2 separate regions of the Bombyx mori genome follow, and region 2 is linked to region 1. The links are chromatin contacts, called in public Hi-C maps. All regions are on one chromosome and are shown on one strand. The core of a region is the stretch at or near the end of the contact, and the rest is flanking DNA. Distances in the headings are between cores, read along the strand shown. Region 1 overlaps LOC101737740 (patronin). Region 2 overlaps LOC101736493 (zinc finger protein 271).

What was found. Hi-C and Micro-C count contacts between places; a contact is called where the count stands out from the background.
Region 2: a contact with region 1 is called in a Hi-C map of whole pupa, with 5 times the contacts expected there. The contact joins two enhancer-like sites. A contact is called at or near these places in 4 of 7 Hi-C or Micro-C datasets (middle silk gland, posterior silk gland and whole pupa).

Annotation. Positions count from the first base shown.
Region 1 is chr4:16,102,419-16,106,068 of ASM3026992v2, forward strand. LOC101737740 (patronin) reads left to right here. Exons shown (of 26, transcript XM_062668373.1): 6 at 70-161; 7 at 1,576-1,704. Among protein-coding and RNA genes, the nearest start is that of Mir3267c, 40 kb to the right of the region's middle. Within about 2 kb of position 1,818, at least 6 of the 8 cell types and tissues checked have open chromatin away from gene starts, as enhancers often do.
Region 2 is chr4:16,145,612-16,149,261 of ASM3026992v2, forward strand. It overlaps LOC101736493 (zinc finger protein 271), which reads right to left. Exons shown (of 18, transcript XM_038010626.2): 5 at 3,039-3,225; 6 at 1,732-1,946; 7 at 1-204. Among protein-coding and RNA genes, the nearest start is that of Mir3267c, 3.1 kb to the left of the region's middle. Within about 2 kb of position 1,865, at least 3 of the 8 cell types and tissues checked have open chromatin away from gene starts, as enhancers often do.

The DNA of each region.
Region 1 (3,650 bases), core at 568-3,067:
ATGATTCATGCTTGAGAATTTTAGTACAAATAAATTAATATATTAAAATATGTATTTAAATTATTTCAGGTCAATGAAACAAAATTTAGTAGCGATGCTCGCCGACCTGTTCAACGTGCTAGAAGTTCATCCGGTCAAATCAGTAAAGTGCCCGGGAAGCGGTGAGTACACGAGAGAATTATTGTCTAATCTAAACAATCCAGTCCGTGATCCTCGTCCCGGCTCTTGCATGCTAGACTCGATGGGAGTATGTGGTCATAATATCAAAAACGCATACTAATATTAGTATTAAAAAAAAAAGTATAATATTTATGGACGCGGTAATAAGTAATGCTTACGTTTCCTTTCTATTAAAAAAATATATATAAAATAATTTTCGGCTGTTGAATGATTTTTTTTTGTTATCCGTGTATTTTTTTTTAAGTCTGGCATTGCGCTAATGAAGTCGTCGACGGTAAGTTGAGTTAGGAAGTGGCTCAGATTGGCGAAGCTGCAGTTTGGTTTCTTGTCGCCCTGTCTTGCTTGCGCCGTATGATGCTTGACGCTTTTATTGCGCGAGTTTACAACGATTTATATTAACGTTATTAACGAGCTTTATTTTAACGTGTAAAGAGTTGCTGACCAACATAAAACAGTTCTGTTCGCTCAGTGCGAGTTTTTTAACTCCAAGTTTTGCCGCTAGGGGCGCTGTTCCAACTCCATACGAGTTTGAGTTAACTTTTACGCGATCGAGAACGTTAAAAAACTCGCACTAAGAACACTGAGAGAAAGTGACGACAACACCTTGTTCAGTGCTTTACTACTCTTTTACTCGATAAACGTTATTGGACAGTTTCGTTGTTTTCGCATCGAACACGCCGAGTCAAGACAGGGTGATCGAAAACGTTCACGTGTTTGTGAATTACGTCGAACAATTAAATTATCACGTTCCGTTTTACGCATCCTGTAAATTGTACAAACATTGAATTAAGTTTTATGTCTGTATGCGTAACAAGGATTTGGTATAAGAGAATCATGGTGTGCTTTTTTTGGATTGTGTTGGGATTGTGTTTTGGCGATTGTGAAATTTGTTGGGCGTGCCATAATCGAGATAAATATGTGAAGTTTTATTTAGTTGGGCTACACAAACGCGAGACAGACATGTCTTTCGAACATGTTTTGTGTGAGAGTTTTATTTATCGTTTCTGTTGATGAAGAATGATTGTGTTGGTTTATATGTGTTGTAGGGACCACAAATGTCCCTAAAGCAACCAATAATTATATGTATGTGTTAGCGGTAATTATATTGCAATGATGCTACGTCAGTCTCGGGATTGTCGGGCTGTCGATAGCACGTTAGGTTGTTATCCCAATATACGTTAGTGACTTAACTGAACACGTGTCTTTTTAATCCTTGCCCGATATAGAGACTCAACAGTGTGTTGGTTGCATCGAAGAATGATTGGTGATTATGAGTTTGTATGTGTGTCGGTTGCATCGAGGCGGTGATGGATGGTATTGCTTGGTGTACAAATGTGTGTCATGCGGGTCGCGCGTGGGTAGCGCGTGGCGGTAGTGACGGTGCGGTGTGCGCAGAGCGCGAGGCGTGCAACGAGCACGGCGTGCGGCCGCGCCGCGCCCTGCCCGCCCCCGCGCCCTCGCCCATCCCCGACCTGCGCCCCGACCGCCCGCCGCACGACCTGCACCACGCCGTGCCCTTCGCAGGTACACGCGCCGACCGCCACTGCACGCATACACCGACACTACACACAACACACATACACCAACACTACCCACATACACCGACACTACACACATGCACCGACACTACACACTACACACATACACTACTACACTTGTGAACGTTCATTTTCCCTTAGAGTCGCCGCACACGGGCCACTGGCCACAACCATGAGACGCCGCCACCGCCATATTTCCTGTAAATTTTACACATTTTATATGGACTCGCCGCACACGGCGAAGTCGTCGTGGCCTAAAGGATAAGACGTCCGGTGCATTCGTATCTAGCGAAGTACCAATGTTCGAATCCCGCAGGCGGGTATCAATTTTTCTAATGAAATACGTACTTAACAAATGTTCACGATTGACTTCCACGGTGAAGGAATAACATCGTGTGGTAAAAATCAAACCTGCCGTGAAGCAATAATGCGTTTCGGTTTGAAGGGCGGGGCAGCCGTTGTAACTATACTGAGACCTTAGAACTCAAATCTCAGAGTGGGTGGCGGCATTTACGTTGTAGATGTCTATGGGTCGCAGTAACCACTTAACACCAGGTGGGCTGTGAGCTCGTCCAACCATTTAAGCTATAAAAAAAGGACATTCATTTTCTTTTACTTAATCAGTTGTACAGTTAAAATACCTATGTATTTCTAAAGAAAATCCCTTGTCTCTCGATTCTCACTATATTTTGAATGACGTCTAAACTAACATTAAACCCAATCAATTCAGTTCAGTTATTTACTTTGATACACTGATTTCTGCCTTATTCACGACGAAGACGAGTAGTGGCTGTTTGCAGTTTTGTTTTATTGCTGTGTGTGTCTGTGTGTGAACGTGTTTTTTGTTTTGCGTGTCTCTTTAAACACTTTTAATTTTTATATGTCACCTCTGTTTTTTCTATGCTCTGCTTTCTGTACCGTCTGTTTACTCTTGTATAGATATTCTTAATTATAATAGTATATGTTAACCTGATACGCTTTTATTTTGCTTATAAACTGGGTTTGCATGGATAAGCTTTTTTTGGGCGCACTTTCTCATTAACGAGACTATACAGTAGGAGTCGTTGACGTTATGTCCATATGACTCCCAAGACTTTTTTTAAAGTATATTCATCGATATTATTTCGTAGTTACGGTAGTGTTGTCACACGATTAATATAACAGTTGATAAATGCTGTTCTGCATTTTTCATTGCTTAATATGGTATTGCTCGCCATAGTATAATAAATATCTTTCTTGTGAATAATAATAATTCTCCAATCCTTTCGATCGCAACGCGTGAGCACGTCACTAGTTTTATATTATAATATGTCACGCATAGTAATGCCATTAAAATTAGTTTAAAAAAAAACACATAAGTAAATCAGAATAGCGTAAACGAAAAAAAAAACACGTAAAAAAATTACCGCATTAAAATTTTTCAGTTTTCCAAAGCGAAGTAAACAAAGATTATTGCATAGTATGACTTCTTGAAGTTTTTTTGCTCTAGAAAAATGAAACTAGCGGTGGAGAGCCCAATATTTTTTTATACTCATTAGCGAGTAATTTTAGCAAGATGTACATCTAGTCTTAAGGTTTTTTATTTCGGTTTTTGAAAGAACTGTATTTGTTGTCGTTTACGTGTTTTCGCTACCATGTAGTTCTGTATTTTTTTGTAGATTTTCAGTAATGTTTGTTTTTATTTCGTAGATTATCATCATATTTATCCGTTAGATTTTAAGTAATTGTAAAGATTTTCTTAATCTACCTCAATAACCCTTAAAATAGAGTAACTACCCAGTCATTTTAATGACGCTTTTAAAAATAAATTCACAATGTTTTTATTTTGGCATGTCTATATAAAAACGTTTGCATAGTAAAATTTAGAAATGTGGAAAAAATCATTAAAATAATTATAGAATCGTTGAAGAAATACAATATTAGGTTCTCTTA
Region 2 (3,650 bases), core at 615-3,114, 43 kb after region 1:
AGTGGCATCGGCGCCGAGCGGATCGACCGGTTCCGTTTTCGGTGCGTTGTCATTCACAATCTCTGCCTGCCCCGTGGTGGTGCCCGGTGGCTCCGGGTCGAGGTCCGGCAGCGCATCAGCGGATGCTGCAGTGTCTTTCGCGATGTTTTCAATCGATACGATTCCCATTTGATTTGAAGACTCCAATTTTTCTTGAGCTTCGGCCTGAAAGTTATTTATTTATTTATTAAGTTGCACCAATAAAGTGATCATCAATACAAAACAATGACAAACTGACGAAAGTTATAAATGTGAAAGGGGAATGCCCACTTCAGGCCCAAAGTGGACAATAGATTAGAGAAAAAATACTCAGTGCATTAATTTTGGAATAAATAAATATGCATTTACTTTCTTCCACATGAGCGCCACTACAGTTTACCATAAGTGGTTAAAAAAAAAGTAACTCTATTGAAAAAAACAAGTTTTTTGATTTTTGCGGGAAAAATATTGCCAGCATCAAAGCCTTTAATGTATTAAGTAAATATTTTTTTAAGTATATAAATAAAACATTTTAAGTATTATCTTTAATCAATAGATTTTAATCGATTATAAGCACATAAAATAACATCAAAGCCATACTCGTTGGACTTTAGTGGTTGTTTGGTTACTTTGTTATTTAAATACAACAAAAACCAAAAAATAAAATATATTGTGAACTCGTAAAAAAAAAGATTAAGAAAAATAAATCAATTATCGGTTATTGTAAAAAAATAATCAATAAATCGATTTAATGTAATTATATTATAATATACTGATAACACTGAATTTAATTTGACTGACTGACACTTCGCTTGCCGCTTGTGCTTACGTTCAAAATGGATGTGTTTTGATTTTTCTTCGATTTATTTTACTGCCTTTTTTTTATGGATTTTATCCTCCCTTCAACGACGACTTTGGCTCAGGAGTTGAGGATCACAGCTACATTCGATTACGGATACTGATCAATAACGTTTCACTTATTTATATAGAAAATTAAACTCAAAACAATTTTTTATTTTATTTTTATAATAGTGGCGTCAATTTCAATATATTTTTTAGATATCCAATACATTTAAAAATTTGAAGCAGTCCATTTTTATAGTAATACTAGCTGACCCGGCAAACATTGTTTTGCCATATATAAGATTTCTAGGGAATTTCTAGTGTAGAAAAAAAAAACTTATTGTAAGTGTGTAAGGATGTGGTAAATGAGTGAAAGAGGTATGTAGTGCTGTGAACGATGAGGGAATATATAATAAAAATAACAAAACCTCATTCAACCACATAATACCTCATTATAACAATAAAAAATGTCCAAATAAAAAAAATATATGTTAGGGGTTTTTCATACCCCTAATCACTTAGGGGTATGAAAAACAGATAGTAGCCGATTCTCAGGCTTACTGAATATGCATAAAAAATTTCATGAGAATCGGTCAAGCGGTTTCGGAGGAGTATGGGAACGAACATTGTGACACGAGAATTTTATATATTAGATTTGCTATCCATTTTTGGGCCCAGCATACCATGGAGAGAGGGCATTCCCCTTTACGTTTAAAAATATATTGTGTAATAAAGGCAAAATCGTTTGGTTACAGTACTTTACTGCTCTCGTTCCATTTTGAAAACAGTTCCCTTACGCCCTCTATGATTCACATAATCACAGCAAGGTTAAGTTCGCAGGCCCAGAGGCGGCCGGTGGGAGAGAGTTACCAGTTGTCGCGCGGTGCAGGGGATGACGCGCTGTCCGGCGTGCGCGTGGTCGCGCTGGTGCTGCGTGAAGGTGAGGCGGTTGGGCAGCGCCAGCAGGCAGGCGGCGCACTGGTACAGCACGGGCCCGTGCGCCGCCACGTGCGACATGTAGCGCCCCACGCACGAGTACGACGCGCCGCAGATGGCGCACTGCTCCTGCTTGGGCCGGAGCCGACCTGGCGCAACCAAACCGACACGTCACCACACTCACCGCTCACGACTGCTCTTACTTCACGATTGACTTCCACGGTGAAGGAATAACATCGTGTAATCAAAATCAAATCCGCAAAACTATAATTTGCGTAATCACCGGTGGTAGAACTACTTGTGAGGTCCGCACGGGTAGGTACCGCCACCCTGCCTATTTCTGCCGTGAAGCAGTAATGCGTTTCGGTCTGAAGGGTGGGGCAGCCGTTGTAACTATACTGGGATCTTAGAACTTATATCTCAAGACGGGTGGCGCATTTACGTTGTAGATGTCTATGGGCTCCAGTAACCACGTAACACCAGATGGGCTGTGAGATCGTCCACCCATCTAAGCAACAAAAAAAAAATTATTTTACCTACTTGATGATTGATTAGTGAAGACATTTTATTTTACAAATGATGATAATAGGGCTATCTTATACTTCAGAGCGAATTGGATTGTATAGCATAGCAGCTTTACTGTTAAACCATAAAGTCACTGCTGCTTCACAGCTATAATAATAAAATTAGTAGTAATTTTGAAATAACTTCTACAATGTTATGCATTGTAAATTCGTGTGATTTTAGTAATATGGAAATATGATTCCTTGTGAAAATGTACAATCTATACACTCATTTGGTATAAGTTTCTCTAATGTAATAAGCATTACACACAAAGTATTTTTTTACTTCTTTATATATTCTGTGTAATAAATATCCTTAAATTCACTAAACTGGATGAATAAGAAAAATCTACATATTTTACAGTATTGTATCTATAAAAATGAATTGCTGTTCATTAGTCTCGCTAAAACACGAGAACGGCTGGACCTATTTGGCTAATTTCGGTCTTGAATTATTTGTGGAAGTCCAGAGAAGGTTTAAAAGGTAGATAAATATGAAAATGCTCAGAATTAAATAAAAATAACAATTTTGGTTTTCCTTTGATGTGTCCTCCTTTGGACGGATTCCTTTTGTTTGTTTTAAGTTTATTTAATACAAAAGTTTAGGTCTTTTATTTATCGATTGAGGCACTACGAAGTCTACCGGGTCAGCTAATTATTGTAAGGAATGATTCTCACCTTTAGGTCTACCACGTCCTTTGCCTTTCACAACGACAACTAGTTCACCGGAGTCCTCTCTATGTCCGATCACTTCTTCTTCTTGAGAAGTAGACTTAGAGTCCATGACTACTTCACTCTTTATATCTCCATCCAATTCATCATCTATGACACCTTCCTCTTTGAAAATTTTTTCTAGTTCCTTACCCTGTTCAAATGAAAATAAAAAAGTAAATTAATGTCATGAACTACCAAAAAGGTAGAATATAACTGTCTAGTAGTATCTATATATTAATACGTGAAGCAAAAACTTTGTACCCCTTTTTACGAAAAGTGCGCGGACGGAGGAGTATGAAATTTCCCAAACTTATACAAAATATAAAGAAGGAATGCAGAATGCTAATATCTTTTAAAAATTATGCATAAAAATACATTAAATCAATAAATAAACTACCGTGTATTTCACACGTACACAAACTTTTGTTTATTGTTAAAGTCTGTGGTCAAATTGAGATAAGATTAATATTGTTTGCCTTTATTAATATTTGTCTATAGTGTAGCCTTGGCGATATGTGATTATAGAAGTATGTAAGGTTTTTGACAATAGAACCATAATAATGTTCAATGTCGATT